Linked DNA regions of Mus musculus: region 1 is linked to region 2. Evidence: chromatin contacts called from public HiChIP or PLAC-seq data. All regions are on one chromosome and are shown on one strand. Each heading gives the region's core, a stretch centred on a gene start, on an enhancer-like site or on the middle of the called end of the contact. The rest is flanking DNA. Distances are from core to core; before and after follow the strand shown.

Evidence for each region. HiChIP or PLAC-seq counts read pairs in DNA pulled down with a chosen protein or histone mark.
Region 1: a contact with region 2 is called in a RAD21 HiChIP or PLAC-seq map of pro-B cells, with 6 times the contacts expected there. The contact joins the enhancer-like site here to the promoter of Evi5l in region 2. A contact is called at or near these places in 8 of 39 promoter capture datasets (the C10 cell line, the HPC-7 cell line, embryonic stem cells and 2 more), 3 of 15 datasets of contacts at CTCF or cohesin (CD8 T cells, large pre-B cells and pro-B cells), 5 of 484 Hi-C or Micro-C datasets (B cells, bone marrow-derived macrophages, embryonic stem cells and 1 more), 15 of 115 datasets of contacts at active chromatin or transcription factors (Th17 cells, bone marrow-derived macrophages, embryonic stem cells and 4 more) and 3 of 9 other capture datasets (adipose tissue, embryonic stem cells and liver).

Annotation. Positions count from the first base shown.
Region 1 is chr8:4,367,965-4,375,195 of GRCm38.p6, reverse strand. It overlaps the pseudogene Gm7434. Among named protein-coding and RNA genes, the nearest start is that of Ccl25, 22 kb to the right of the region's middle. Within about 2 kb of position 5,160, at least 47 of the 459 cell types and tissues checked have an H3K27ac peak or open chromatin away from gene starts, as enhancers often do. A contact at or near this core is called in pro-B cells, where this site is marked.
Region 2 is chr8:4,164,806-4,172,272 of GRCm38.p6, reverse strand. It overlaps Evi5l (ecotropic viral integration site 5 like), which reads right to left and starts at 5,706. Exons shown (of 20, transcript NM_001346730.2): 1 at 5,510-5,706. The region is part of intron 4 of 4932443L11Rik (a long non-coding RNA gene); the gene reads left to right.

The sequences.
Region 1 (7,231 bases), core at 3,911-6,410, 200 kb before region 2:
CAGATTGGGAAAGGATCTTTACCTATCCTAAATCAGATAGGGGACTAATATCCAACATATATAAAGAACTCAAGAAGGTGGACTTCAGAAAATCAAATAACCCCATTAAAAAATGGGGCTCAGAACTGAACAAAGAATTCTCACCTGAGGAATACCGAATGGCAGAGAAACACCTGAAAAAATGTTCAACATCCTTAATCATCAGGGAAATGCAAATCAAAACAACCCTGAGATTCCACCTCACACCAGTCAGAATGGCTAAGATCAAAAATTCAGGTGACAGCAGATGCTGGCGTGGATGTGGAGAAAGAGGAACACTCCTCCATTGTTGGTGGGAGTGCAGGCTTATACAACCACTCTGGAAATCAGTCTGGTGGTTCCTCAGAAAATTGGACATAGTACTACCGGAGGATCCAGCAATACCTCTCCTGGGCATATATCCAGAAGATGCCCCAACTGGTAAGAAGGACACATGCTCCACTATGTTCATAGCAGCCTTATTTATAATAGCCAGAAGCTGGAAAGAACCTAGATGCCCCTCAACAGAGGAATGGATACAGAAAATGTGGTACATCTACACAATGGAGTACTACTCAGCTATTAAAAAGAATGAATTTATGAAATTCCTAGCCAAATGGATGGACCTGGAGGGCATCATCCTGAGTGAGGTAACACATTCACAAAGAAACTCACACAATATGTACTCACTGATAAGTGGATATTAGCCCCAAACCTAGGATACCCAAGATATAAGATATAATCTGCTAAACACATGAAACTCAAGAAGAATGAAGACTGAAGTGTGGACACTATGCCCCTCCTTAGATTTGGGAACAAAACACCCATGGAAGGAGTTACAGAGACAAAGTTTGGAGCTGAGATGAAAGGATGGACCATGTAGAGACTGCAATATCCAGGGATCCACCCCATAATCAGCATCCAAACGCGGACACCATTGCATACACTAGCAAGATTTTATTGAAAGGACCCAGATGTAGCTGTCTCTTGTGAGACTATGCCGGGGCCTAGCAAACACAGAAGTGGATGCTCACAGTCAGCTAATGGATGGATCATAGGGCTCCCAATGGAGGAGCTAGAGAAAGTAGCCAAGGAGCTAAAGGGATCTGCAACCCTACAGGTGGAACAACATTATGAACTAACCAGTACCCCAGAGCTCTTGACTCTAGCTGCATATATATCAAAAGATGGCCTAGTCGGCCATCACTGAAAAGAGAGGCCCATTGGACTTGCAAACTTTATATGCCCCAGTACAGGGGAACACCAGGGCCAAAAAGGGGGAGTGGGTGGGCAGGGGAGTGGGGGTGGGTGGATATGGGGGACTTTTGGTATAGCATTGGAAATGTAAATGAGCTAAATACCTAATAAAAAATGGAAAAAAAAAGAAAATGTGGTACATTTACACAATGGAATACTACTCAGCTATTAAAAAAATGAATTTATGAAATTCCTAGGCAAATGGATGGACCTGGAGGGTATCATCCTGAGTGAAGTAACCCAATCACAAAGGAACTCGCACAATATGTACTCTCTGATAAGTGGATAATAGCCCAGAAACTTAGGATACCCAAGATATAAGATACAACTTGCCAAACGCATGAAATTCAAGAAGAACGAAGACCAAAGTGTGGACACTTTACCCTTTCTTACAAATGGGAACAAAACACCCATGGAAGGAGTTACAGAGACAAAGTTTGGAGCTGCGACAAAAGGATGGACCATCTAGAGACTGCCTTATCTAGGGATCCATCCCATAATCAGCTTCCAAATGCTGACACCATTGCATACACTAGCAAGATTTCGCTGAAAGGACCCAGATATAGCTGTCTCTTGTGAGACTATGCTGGGGCCTAGCAAACACAGAAGTGGGTGATCACAGTCAGCTATTGGATGGATCACAGGGCCCCTAATGGAGGAGCTAGAGAAATTACCCAAGGAGCTAAAGAGAACTGCAACCCTATAGGTGGAACAACAATATGAACTAACCAGTACCTGGGAGCTCTTGTCTTTAGCTGCATATGTATCAAAAGATGGCCTAGTTGGCCGTCACTGCAAAGAGAGGCCCATTGGACTTGCAAACTTTATATGCCCCAGTACAGGGGAACGCCAGGGCCAAAAAGGGGGAGTGGGTGGGTAGGGGAGTGGGGGTGGGTGGATATGGGGAACCTTTGGGATAGCATTGAAAATGTAAATGAGGAAAATACTTAATTAAAAAAAAAGTTCAATTATAAAAAAAAAAAAAGTCCCTGGAATGATTTAAAAAAAAAAACTCTCAGTCATGCTCAATTTGACCACCTGAGGGCAGTATGTGTTCCATGATAGCTACTAATGTGTCCCAAAACATTTGTAGGTCATGTCATGTTGCAATGTCAAAAGAATGGGTGCCTTTGAATCTAGATGCTGGTGGGATTTTTATTTTCATATTTCCTGTGCATGGTTAGGTGGGCCCACTAGATCTTCTGGCCACCGCTTGGTCAAAACGACTTGCTAGCTAGTAAGACTATTTGGCCAGTGCAGCTTTACCTTAGGCCCTTCAACCTATTTGCTGCCCCGTTATGAGCTGTCTTTCCCTAGTCAGAAGCTGATGGACCCTAATGGCTCTTCTTGGGTTTGTTTGTTTGCCTTTGAAAATGCTCTGTGGGTTGGGGAGATGGCTCAGTGGGTAAAATGCCTGCCGTTCAAGCATGAGGGCATATGTAAAAAGCCAGGTGTAGTGTCATGCAGAGCAGGTGGGTCCTGGGGGGCTCATGGGCCAGCTAATCTAGCTGAGTCTTCAAGATCTACGTTCAATGAGAGACCCTGTCTCAAAATAAAAATAATGTGAAGTCTAATTAAGATACTGGACCTTGACTCCCTACACATTTGTAGCAAATGTGCAGCGTGGACTTCATTCGGGTCCCCTAACAAGCAGAGTACAGGCTGTCTAGGTCTTTGTTCCCTGCCATTGGATCTCCTTCCCCCTACCTGGCCTGCCGGGTTGGGGTTCAGTGGGAGAGGTTATGCCTAGTCCTGCTGACACTAGATATCCCAGGATGAGGTGGCTTGCCCAAGGGGAAAGCTCCTTCTCTTAGAAGAATGGATGGGGAATAGGGGGAAGGATTTGTAAGGGTGAGAATGGGAAGAGAGGAGGGAGGGGGCTTTGATCAGGATGTAAAGTGAATACAAAAATAATACTAATAAATAAAGCTGGTCTGGAAAGATGGCTCAGTGAAACCTACATGTAAATAGATGCTCCCAATTAATCGTAGCACCAGAGAGGCTACATAGAGGAACTCTGGAGCAAGCTATCTATCTACACTAGCCTATGAACTCTGGGTTCAGCTGTAAATCCTTACACTAATAAACGAAGTAGGAAGTGATGAGAAAGACACCCAGTATCAACTTCTACCTCTGTTACATTGACACATCATCATGATCAACTCTAGGTTCCCATGAGACCACTCAGTGCTGTACAAGCTCTGTGGAGAAACATGCAATCATGTATCGCTTGACAAAGAGAATACTTGAGAAATAGACCTAGAGGTAGAAGATTGCGGCAATGTGGAAGAAGTAGGCCAAAGGTAAGTCAGGGTAAAGGTGGGGAGTCTAGAAGATAGTTTATGGGGACCGTGTAGGGTCCCCATGATCAGAGAGTCAGCCTCCCCACAGTCTCTCAGTGCACACGCTGGGGGATCCTTGCTTTATTTGCTGCAGACCTGGATGAATGTGCCATCTAACAGCATTGTTGTGGCCCAAAGGCTGACTGCCTCCATGCCCTGAGCTCTTACCACTGCACCTGCCAACCAGGATTTGTTGGAGATGGCTTATTCTCTAAAGGTGAAGTGGAGGGCAGGGCCCGAATGGAACCACCACAGGGCCAGGATTGTCCTTCCCCTTCCCCATGGGAGTTAGAGATTTTAAGTGCTTAGGTCACAGAGCCACCCTCTGTATGGCCTCCCATCTTACCTGCACTCACATACAGGTGCACATATACGTGGAGGCCAGAGGTTAACTTCAAGTATCCATCCTCAGGAGTCATCCACCTTGGGCTGGTGGTTGGTTGTGTTGTTTGTTATGTGTTCATGCAGTATTTCTGGTTGAGACACCTAGGATTTGCCAATTAAGCTAGACTGGTTTGCCAGTGACCTCCAGGGATCCTGGGATCTCCATTTCCCAGAACTTGGATTATACATTTGTGCCACCACACCTGGCATTTTTCTACTGAGTGCTGGGTGTCAAACTCTAATTCTTACATTTGATTGACACTTTACCAACTGAGCTATCTCCTAGCCTCTGTGTTATTTCATCTTTGCTATCCAGTTCTTCCAGTACTAGTTTTTCCTTACAATCTGCACCACCATAGTCAACCTAATCCCTTCTTGTTCCCTTTCGGTGAATAACTAAGTCCCCTCTCTGTGTTGTATCAAAATGGAGTCCATATGTCAACAACCACCTTCCCACTCCTAATCTTCCATCAGGGCTATTTGCCTATTCAGAGTTAACGTCTGAGTTCCTTTGATAGACAATTGAATATGAGGATGCAGAATCTGTGGATAGAGAGGGTTGACTATGTTTGTGCACATGAAGAGCTAGCTATACTCACATGGTTACCATACTCATATAGATTCATGCATCCCAGTGGGCACATGTGTATGTGCACACCAACTTCCACATTTACTGCTATTTGTTGCTGTGCTGCTGGCCTTTAGTTTTCAGTGAGGGCGGAATGGTTGCCAAGGATCCTGAAGTGGACAGACACAGCATGCTGTGGAGTGGGGGGTATTGCAGTGGTTTTGCCTGTAATGCCCACTGCTTCCAAGAGGTGTCAGTAAGAGCATACATCTGAGCCACGCTCCTCAGCAAAGAGACTTCCCTAAAGCAAGGGCAGAGACTGAAATAGCTTTCTCTGAAATGTAACACCAGATCAGTCCACAAGCATATAAATGAAAGGACACAGGCACAGCAGGGCCCACAGTGGGGGGGAAAGTAAGCACAGATAACCCTTTGTAGAATTAGATACATCATCCAGCCTGGGGTGGCCTGCTGTGGAGGTCCATTGCCCAGCTGCCAGAACCATGAAGGCACTTCAGAAGAGTTCAAATAAAGAAAGGTTTGTCATCTACACACAGAGTCCTCTCAAAGACAGCCAGATACAGGAAGTACATTGGAAGCCAGCGGAAGCCACTTCTGAAGCCACTCCTTGCTCTCTTTCTGTCCTAGCTGGATACCTTCTCTGTAACTCCACAGATTCTGGCAAGTTTTGGAAACATACTTTTTTGGGAATTAAAAAAAAAAAAAAAGACCCTTGCTTATAAGACCAATCAGCTGGGCTGCCTCTGAATCACGTTAGGGCTCTAGAGCCTGATTATTATCTGCCTGACTTGCTTGCTGGGCCTTCAAGGCAAGCATCTGATCCCTTAACTGCTCTGTGTGTGTGTGTGTGTGTGTGTGTGTGTGTGTGTGTGTGTGTGTGTGTTTGTGTGTGTTATTTTTGGTATATCTGAGTGTCCTGTGTGTGTGTGTGTGTGTGTTATTTTTGGTATATCTGAGTGTCCTGTGTGTGTGTGTGTGTGTGTGTGTGTGTGTATGTTTTCATGGATATATACCACATCTGAAAACAAGAAGTGAACATCATTGTCTTATTTTCTTCCTCTCTTTTCTTTACTACTTTTATTTGGTGGTAGTGGTGGTGATTGTATCTATGTACGCAGACATAAACACAACGTGGATGTGGAAGTCAGTGAGCAGCTTGTAGGGATTAATTCTCTCTCCTTCCACCACGTGGTTCCAGGGAATCAAACTTAGGACTTCAGGTATGTGTAGCAAAGGGTCTACCTGCTGAGCCATCTGGTGGACCCTGTTCTACTCCATTTTTTGAGAGAAGGTTGCTCAATAAACCTGGAGCTTACCATTTGACTATACCACCAGCCAGCAAGCCCTTTGAACCCTCCTGTCTCCCCCTCCAGTGAAAATAGGCATGTATCACTACATTCAGCCTTTTACATGGGAACTAGGGATCTGAACTCGGATCTTCAGGCATGCACATCAAGCATTTTATTAATTGAGGCATCTTCTCAGTCTCTCATGTTTGTTTGCTTGTTTGTTTTTTATCAAAGAACGAGGGTTAGCCTTTGCTGCTATGTCCTCATCCTTAGCTGACCTTGGCCTTGTGAATAGATGACTAGACAAAGCCAAGAATCAAGCATACATGAAAATTTAGTCCCCTACCCTCTTCCATCCTTATTTACACAGTCTCCAACAACTCACCTAACAGTTCCATCCCCCTAGGTGAACCCAGTCACCCTTGACACAGAAGAACCCTTGACCCTGTACATCTCACACCTGGGCCAGGTCAAGCATATCTTGGAATTTTGGCCCGCTCTTGAAAGTCTGTAAGGCCATACCGGCTATGTTATTGTCAGAAGCAACTATCAAGATTTCTTCTGAATTAATCACCTGGATGGCCTCAGCACCCTTTAGCTAGGCCATGGGAGACCAAGACCAGGGAAATACCAGCTGGAGGCAGTGAGTATAGCAGGAGCTCAGGGCCAACCGGGGTCAGCAAGCCACGCCTTGTGGCTAACAGTCCAATTACAACTGCTGTAGAGAAGAAAAACTTTAATGTACCTGGGCTCCCATGCCTGAAAGTGAATCTGAAAGTGAAGATTCTGGCACTGAGAAGAACTGATTGGGGGAGGGGGTGCAGGGCATGCAATGGCTGACCAAGTCGAACTTCAAAACTCAGGAAGACTAGAACATTACACTATGACCTCAGATGAACCTAGTCTGTGTAAGCCTGGGGTTAAATCTGCCTGTGTGCTCTTAAATAAGTAGATGTTACCTCCTACAGGACACACATGACTCCTGTCTAGGGAACCTGGAGGATCCAAGCTGGTCTTCGGTAGCCCCAGGAGTACCTGGCCTTCAGCAATAGTGTTCTTTATCTCCTGACTTAGGAAAGAGGGGGACTTTCACACCTCTGTACGTCTGGCACAACCCCAAACCAGGCTGTCGGTGGCAGCCTCTCAGAGTTGTGATGGTTTCTCGGGTGTTCGCTTGTTTGCTGTTTGAAATTCTGGAGAACAGGCAAGTATTCAGAGTCTCCACTTGATGAAAAACGGATGCTCAGAGACATTAAGCCACACGGCCAGGATCGGATCGGGCAGCTGTACCGGCAGCTATGCTGTCAATCACCGTGCCCGGCTCTGGCTCAGTGCCTGGAATATGCATCACA
Region 2 (7,467 bases), core at 4,457-6,956:
TACCCGACCAACACTCTTTCTCCCCCTTCCCCCCCTCTCTCCCTCCCTCCCTCCTCCCCACTCTGTATTATTACCACTCAGACTTTTGTCCTGTGTTTAGAATCAGCAGTAGCCTGTATTTATTCCCTGCTGGATGGACAGTTCCTTGAAGGTAAGGGCTGTCAAGGCCACTGTGTGGACCCTACAGTCCAGTGCAAATTGCCCCTTAATGGTGATGATCTTTAAGGACTAAACACTATAAAACTATAATCACCCTTATTGGTAGTAACAGGAGCAGTAACAGCAACACACCTTCAGGTGAAAACCTAAGGGTGGACCATTATGACCTACAAATTCTCATCTGACCCAAAAAAATAGGCTTATGTTGTGTGTCCTTACCAGCTTATTTTCTGCCACTGTAACAGGTTCACTTGGGGGCAAATTTCTTCATTTTCTCTATTTAAATGTCCTTGAAAATGACAGAGGAAGAACATCAAAGCCCTTTTACAAGGGCTTCCTGTGGCAGGTGCACAGGTGGAGATGTTTCTCTGTCATCTGTGCCAGCTTTCTGGGCTTGTTGAGCTGGATTGGATGGTGGACACATGTGAGGCAGATAGGCCTTACAAAGCATTACCTTTACCTAAGGCAGACAGATCTGACCTCTTTCTGTTTCAGAAATGGCTGAGGGAGGGAAGCCCATTAGCTTGTAAAATCAAACACATTTTACTGAGAAACTGCTATGTGAATCTGGGATTCACCTGTGAATAGATACAGATACTGGAGAATAGATAGGCACCCTCCTTTCATGAGACTTGCTTACAGGTTGTGTGGGAGACAGGTACCAGTGAAAGGATTTCATTGGGAGGGGGTCTGTGGAAATGCTCCATAGATAAAGTGTTGGTTGTAAAAGTAGTGTTTGGACTCACAGAAGCCAGGTCAAAGATGAGCAGGAGGGGCTGCAGAAATGGTTCAGTAGTTAAGAGCACTTGTGCTCTTGCACAGGTCTCAGGTTCAAATCCCAGCAGCCACACTGAGACTCACAACTGTCTGTAACTCTAATTTCAGAGGGTCTAATGTCCTCTTTTAGCTGTGGGCATTGCACAAAATGCATAGACATACATGTAGGTCAAACAGGGACACACATAAAAATTATTAAAAATAAAAAAGCAGAGAAGGGATGGCAGTCATCTGTAATTCAAGATTCGGGAGACAGAGACTGGAGATCTCTAGGCAAGCTGGCTAACTAGACAAACTGGAGAGCTGCAGGCTCAGCAAGAGATCCTGTGCTACTAGATGAAAGTGGAGAGCAATAGAGGAAGACACTCTGCCCTCCACAGGGAAGTGCATCTTCACAGACAATTGTGCACATGTACAGAACATACAAGTACATCATACATACACACAGGCAAAAACCAACTACTTAATATTATTTCATAGGGCCAGGGAGATAGGCCAGTACTTTCCATAAAAGCATGAGGACTTGAGTTGGAGGCCTAGCATCCATGTAAAAAGTCATGCACAGTGGTGTATGCTTGTAATACCAGTGCCAGGGAAGCAGGGGCAAGAGGGTCCCTGGGGCCTAGTGAGAGACTGATTTCTTTTTTTAACCCCCCCTTGCCCCGGCCAAGAGAGGGTTTCTCTATGTAGCCCTGGCTGTCCTTAAACTGGCTCTGTAGAACAGGCTGGCCTTGAACTCCTGCCTCTGCTTCCTGAGTTCTGGGACAAACCAGCATGCACCAACCACCACCCAGCTGAGAGACCTCTTTCAAAAAACAAGGTGGACAGAGTCTGGAGATATGGCTCAGTGGTTAAGAGCACTGGCAGCTCTTGCAGAGAACCAGGGCTTGATTCCCAGTACCTACATGACAGCTTAATACATATTCTGAGGAATGACACTCACGGCTGACCCCTGGACTCCACATGTACACGCACACACATGCGTTCACTCATATGTGAAATATTAACACATACACCTACCATGTCCCCTACAAACAAAATGTTTCACAAGCACATGGATACATGTTAAGAACAGACATTAAAGTGCAGGCAAAATATGCCAAAGGAGCATTGGAAACGTTCCTCTGAGGGATGGTATCTTCTCCAACTGGGGTGTGGACACAGGGAGCATGTTAGCTCTCAACAACTTCCTTCTTTCTAGTGCTTGACTTTGGCTTTCCTGGAGATGGTATGGTTTGTACCTTCTCCCAATTTTCCCAATCTCAGATCCCTTTTTGACCATGAGTGCCTGATGGTCTGTACTGTCATATGGATCACATTTGGTAGACGCTGGCCTAAAGGGTAAAGCTCATCCATCCATCTGTCCATCCCTAGAAGTCACTCACGCATCCCATGAAAGAACTATGCTGGTGCCCAGCCCCTGTCCAAGTACTTCTGGGACACCCTAACCTGCCACGCCTGCCTGGTGACTGCATCCATAAGTCATCCCTGTCACACCTTCCTGGACGTCCTTTCTCAGAGCTCTTACGGCAGTGTAAGTAACTCTGTCTCCTGCATTCCTACTGCAGCAGCAGCAGCAGCAGCAGCATGTGATAGCAAAGGAACACACTGGAACACTGGCTCCTTTCGGTCGGTCGCTCAGAGGATTAAATGAGATGATATGCAAATGATGTTTGGCATAGTGAACACAAGACAAGAGCTCAATCAATGTGTGCTTCTGGGTCTAACTCTTCCTCAAGCTGGCTGTGCAGGCTTTAGATACAGGCCATCTGAGTCAATTCCCTGGGCACAGTGGGGTTATCACCCATAAACACTGACTTGACATTCTACAAGACTTGTTTCTGATCTACTAGTACCTATCAAAGCACAGACACAAAAGACAATGTATCTATATCCCCAGGCTACAGCAAAGCTGTGTTGGCTCTACTCAAAGACTTAAAGCCTTCTTGTACTTTCTACAGAGTTCACAGTCTATCCCAGGGGCCCTTTCTAACCCGCTGTGTCCATCTGTGCAAAGTCCCCTGGGGAGTGGGGGGAGGTCTTGCAGCTTCTCATGTGCCACATGACCTTCAAGTCTTTTCATGCACTCTTGCTCTCAAATGGACATGATAAACTTCTATCTTGTGTCCATCAGGAGGGCTGCCAGTAGTTAGTTCCCCATGTCCTCAGTCCTTCCAGAAGATGCCTGCATGACTACAAGTCCCACAACAGATCATCTTTTTTCTTCATTCTTTCAGCCCTGATTTAAGCCAGCTTCCTGCAAGATGGCTAAGTCCTTCAGATATGGCTACTATCCACTGAAGACAGGGATCATCAGGGCCAGTGACAATACCAACTTTGCTAGGTGTGTGTGGGGTCTGTTCTGCTAAACCCCACTGTTCTGCTAAACCTCACTGCTCCCAGGAAACACATTAGGCCACACCCTAATCTAACTGGCTTGACTGCAGCAGAATACTACTATTCTAAGGGCTTTTTCCCCCAACCCCCATTTTCCAGATGGAGAAGTTGAAGTTCTAAGCCAAGATGAGTTTTTTTTTTTTATTCAAATCTGTTCAGAATTTGTTTGTAAATATTCTACAAGGAAACCTAGGCTTTTTATCTGGGTCTTTCCAGGCATAACCAAATGCTTGTTAGGAGCTGGTTTGTTCTGGATTCTCCTTTACACTCCCTAGTTCTACAACTACAGCCAGTTCTGCAATCTCTTCTTTCCTCTCTGTCTTGTGCCGGGGCCAAGCTACCTGTGATCCCTTCCAAACCACCACAGTCAACCGCAGGAATCCAGAGGGAACCCACAGGTGGGACCCTAGGATGGGAGCTGTGGGGCAGAATTGGTAGGGAGAACCAATACAATACAACCATGAAGAGTGAGGGATGTGGGGAGTCTGGCTTAATGACAGATTGGCTGGGAGTGGTGTATATGGGAGTGGGGGTGTCAAGCAGAGGGGGTTGTCAATCAGAGCACTCATCCTTTCACACACACCCCCCCTGTCTTCTTCACATTTTAACCCTTCTGAAAATATTCCTTAAAGAGGTGCTTGCTTTTGGCAGGTCTGACCCAGTCTGAGCAGATCCCACATGCTAGGAGGAAGCTGTTTTATTTTGACCAAACATTGGTGGTGGGTAAAAGAACTCACAGGGCTCTCAGAAACTGGCCTTGATGAGCACCTTAGATGGCAGCACTGTCTATATCATCTGAGGCCAACAGATGCCATAGGCTCAAGGATGCTGGTCCTACCAGTCTGGTCAGACTTTAGGATTGGGGCCAGGAGCCGCTGGAAGATCTCACTCCCCATGGTATGTATAGGGAGGTGCCATTGATTTGGAGATGGGCACTGGTTCCTTTTGGGACACTGGTGTAGGAAAGAATGTCCTTCCTATTAAAAAGGATAAGAAAGAGAGAGGGGGGGGAGAGATTTGTGGTAGGTAGATCTTAGGCCCTGACACGCCCTGGAGTCCCAACTCAAAGAGAATGGGGTGGAAGGGACAGGCTAGGTGCTGGGGACAGAGCTTGCCACCTCACAATCTTCTGTCTTTTGTCTGAGTTAGGAGGTCTGTTGAGGGTACTGGGCTCAAGAAGGTGTATAGAAGTTCTCATGTGTGTGTGTGTGTGTGTGTGTGTGTGTGTGAGAGAGAGAGAGAGAGAGAGAGAGAGAGATGGGGGGGGGAGAGCACTCATGGGCCTGGGTCTGGGTTGGGCCCTTAGGTTCCTGTATATTTAGGGGTATCTAAATGACCCCACTCTGTATCAGAAAGATGGATGGGGAGGGTGTGTCTATGGGGGATGGGATTCAGCACTATCTTTTGGTCTTTTGGGAAGTCCTGAGTGTTCATTTCTTCAGGAAGATGCCATCTAGATGGCTCAAGATCAGCAACAGTGTATAGTCTTCTCAGAAGACTAGAAGTGATGTTTTTTTTGTTTTTGTTTTTATTGGAGCCCTTGAGCAGGAGGGGTGCCAAGTGAGCAGGCTGAGCTGATGTCTCTGGATTCAGTTGGGAATCTTTCCGTTTAAGAGGTGAGGCATGGGTTTCTGTGGAGTCAGAAAGAAAGAGTATAGGGCTCTGATCTTGGTCTCCTTGGAGAGGATGAGGGTGTAGGCCAGACACAGAAGACAGGAAGCCAAGTGGGAGGTTTAGGGGGATGTAAAGGCAAGAGATGTGCAGATGGGAGGGGTCCTGGGACTCGGGGTGGTGGTGGTGGTGGTTGTGGATTGGAAAGGAGACGCTCATGGTGTGTGTGTGTGGGGGGGGGCAGGTCTGCAGACTGGGGGATGGGGAAGCCCTGGACAGATTCTAACAGAGGAGTCTTGGGAAAGATGTACAGAGGTCCTGAGCCTGTGGGGGACGTCGCGAAGAGACACTGGGTCTTAGGAGCCCTGGGAGGGATCCTGAGGGGATCGGGAAGGAGGGTGGGCGGAGGCCGGAGTTCCAGGGTCCGGGACTGGGAATGCCAAGGCTCCCAGCGTGGATTCTGGAGGCGAGGCGACCCCAGGTCACGCTCCTGGTTTGGCTTCCCCGCGGGGCCCCGCAGCACTGACGCCCCCAAGGAGAAGAGGCCCGGTTCGGGCCGCCCTACCTGCGCCGAGAGCGCCTCCATCGCCGCGCCGAGCCTCGCTGTCCCTGCGCTGTGTCGTCCGATGCCCCGACCCACGGTCACGTCTGCTCGAGGGTCCCGCAAACCCCGCGGCCCGGCCCCTTTCAATCAGCCACCCCCGGGGACCGCGGCCGTCGCTGGCTCCGCCACTGCCATTTCACCCGCTGACAGGAGCCGCTGCCCCGCCCCCCGCCCCCCAGCCCAGTCAACCAATTCACCGCCCCCTTAGGCCTTTGGCTCCGCCCACTGTAGAAGAATGACATAAGACCTGACCAATCCATAGCCACCCCGTGAGGCGGACCCTGGCTACGGTTCTCTGAGGAGAGGAGCGAATTGAAATGAGAGAATCTGTGATGGACATCTAATTTTACCTATCAAAATAAGTAATAATATTGATCGACACCTAAACTACTAATAGTGATGGGCGAGAGGTGTGCCTCGGAAGGAAAGCTGAGGCCTTGAGCAACCCTTAGCTGAAAGCACTAAGCCCCGCCCAGAGCTGGAATTCTACCCAATCATGAGAGGTTCTGAGCCGTCCATTACTATCTGCTCTTCAAACCTCGTCCCTGGTAACTGTTGAGATGGGAGGGGTGTGCTGTGAAAGAGATCCTGACTTCTAAGCAGTCAGCGACACTGATGGAAGGCGGGCTCTTGTATTTGACCAATGGAGTCGTGAGACTGGGAATGAGGTTGGCGTCCTGGGCGGTAGGACTTAAGGCCATGGGCTGAATGAAATGGAGGAGTTAATGAGGAGGCGTGTCTCGGTGCAAGGATAGGCGGGACCAGACAAGGGCCGGGCTCCTGGCTTGGGTTTTAGATCGGGCGTATGCAGAAGGCCTCTCTTCAGAGCCAGCATCTCTGTGGTGGCCGGGTGGTTAGGTCAGGTCCTACCCTTGCTGGGTGAATCTGGCATCAAAACGCCGATTGCATCCTTCATTTGCCCCAACCATTATCTCTCCTGGGACGGGGCGGGGCGGGGCGGGGATGGGGTATAGAGCGGCGGAGGGGGTGTCAGGTCTCCTTTGGGTCCAGAGCCGCACACGTGAGAGCTGCTTTAAAGGCTTGAAGAATGAATGAATGAATGGGACCTTGGTTCTTTTGCCGACTCCCCCTTGTCCTCGTTTTTTTCCTCCTCCCCTTTCTCCTTCCACTTTGTTTTTATTTTTTTTTTATTTTAATTTTTGAGACAGAGTCTATTGTAGTCTTAGGATGACCTCAAAATTTTCTGTGTAGCAGAGGGTGACTTTGAACTCCAGATCCTCCCACTTTTCACCTTCCACTCACCACCTTGGCCAGATCCTAGATTCTTTTAATAAGTAAGTGAGGGCAGAGAGCATGTATGACCCATCATTGACAGCTACAAGACTTGAGAAGAGGATGACTCCAGGGTGTGGGTTATGGGCCTTGGACAGGGTGGGGCAAGGAAGGATGTGTCATAGAAGGAAAGCTGAGATCATAGGTTCAGCAGGGGGAGTGGTTCCCCTCTGGAGGAGACTGATGAGTAGTGGAGTACAGCCTGATTCACAAAAGGCTACAAAAAAGTTCAGCATGATGGCTGAAGATCGGGGGGGGGGGGGGGGGACACGAGGGGAAACAGAGGAGTCTATTCAGAATAGGGACTGTCAGGATTTCTAAGGTTTGAGATCTTAACCTTTTGTATAGTCAGGGCTTCTATTTGATACTAACAGTTGACAGTCACATGGATTTTTAAATTTTTAATTTTGTTTTTGTTTTTGTTTTGTTTTGTTTTGTTTTTTGAGACAGGGTTTCTCTGTATAGCCCTGGCTGTCCTGGAACTCACTCTGTAGACCAGGCTGTCCTGGAACTCAGAAATCTGCCTGCCTCTGCCTCCTGAGTGCTGGGATTAAAGGCAAGCGCCACCACGCCCGGCTTAAAATTTATGAGATAGGGTCTCACCACAGCTCAAGCTGGCTTCCAAC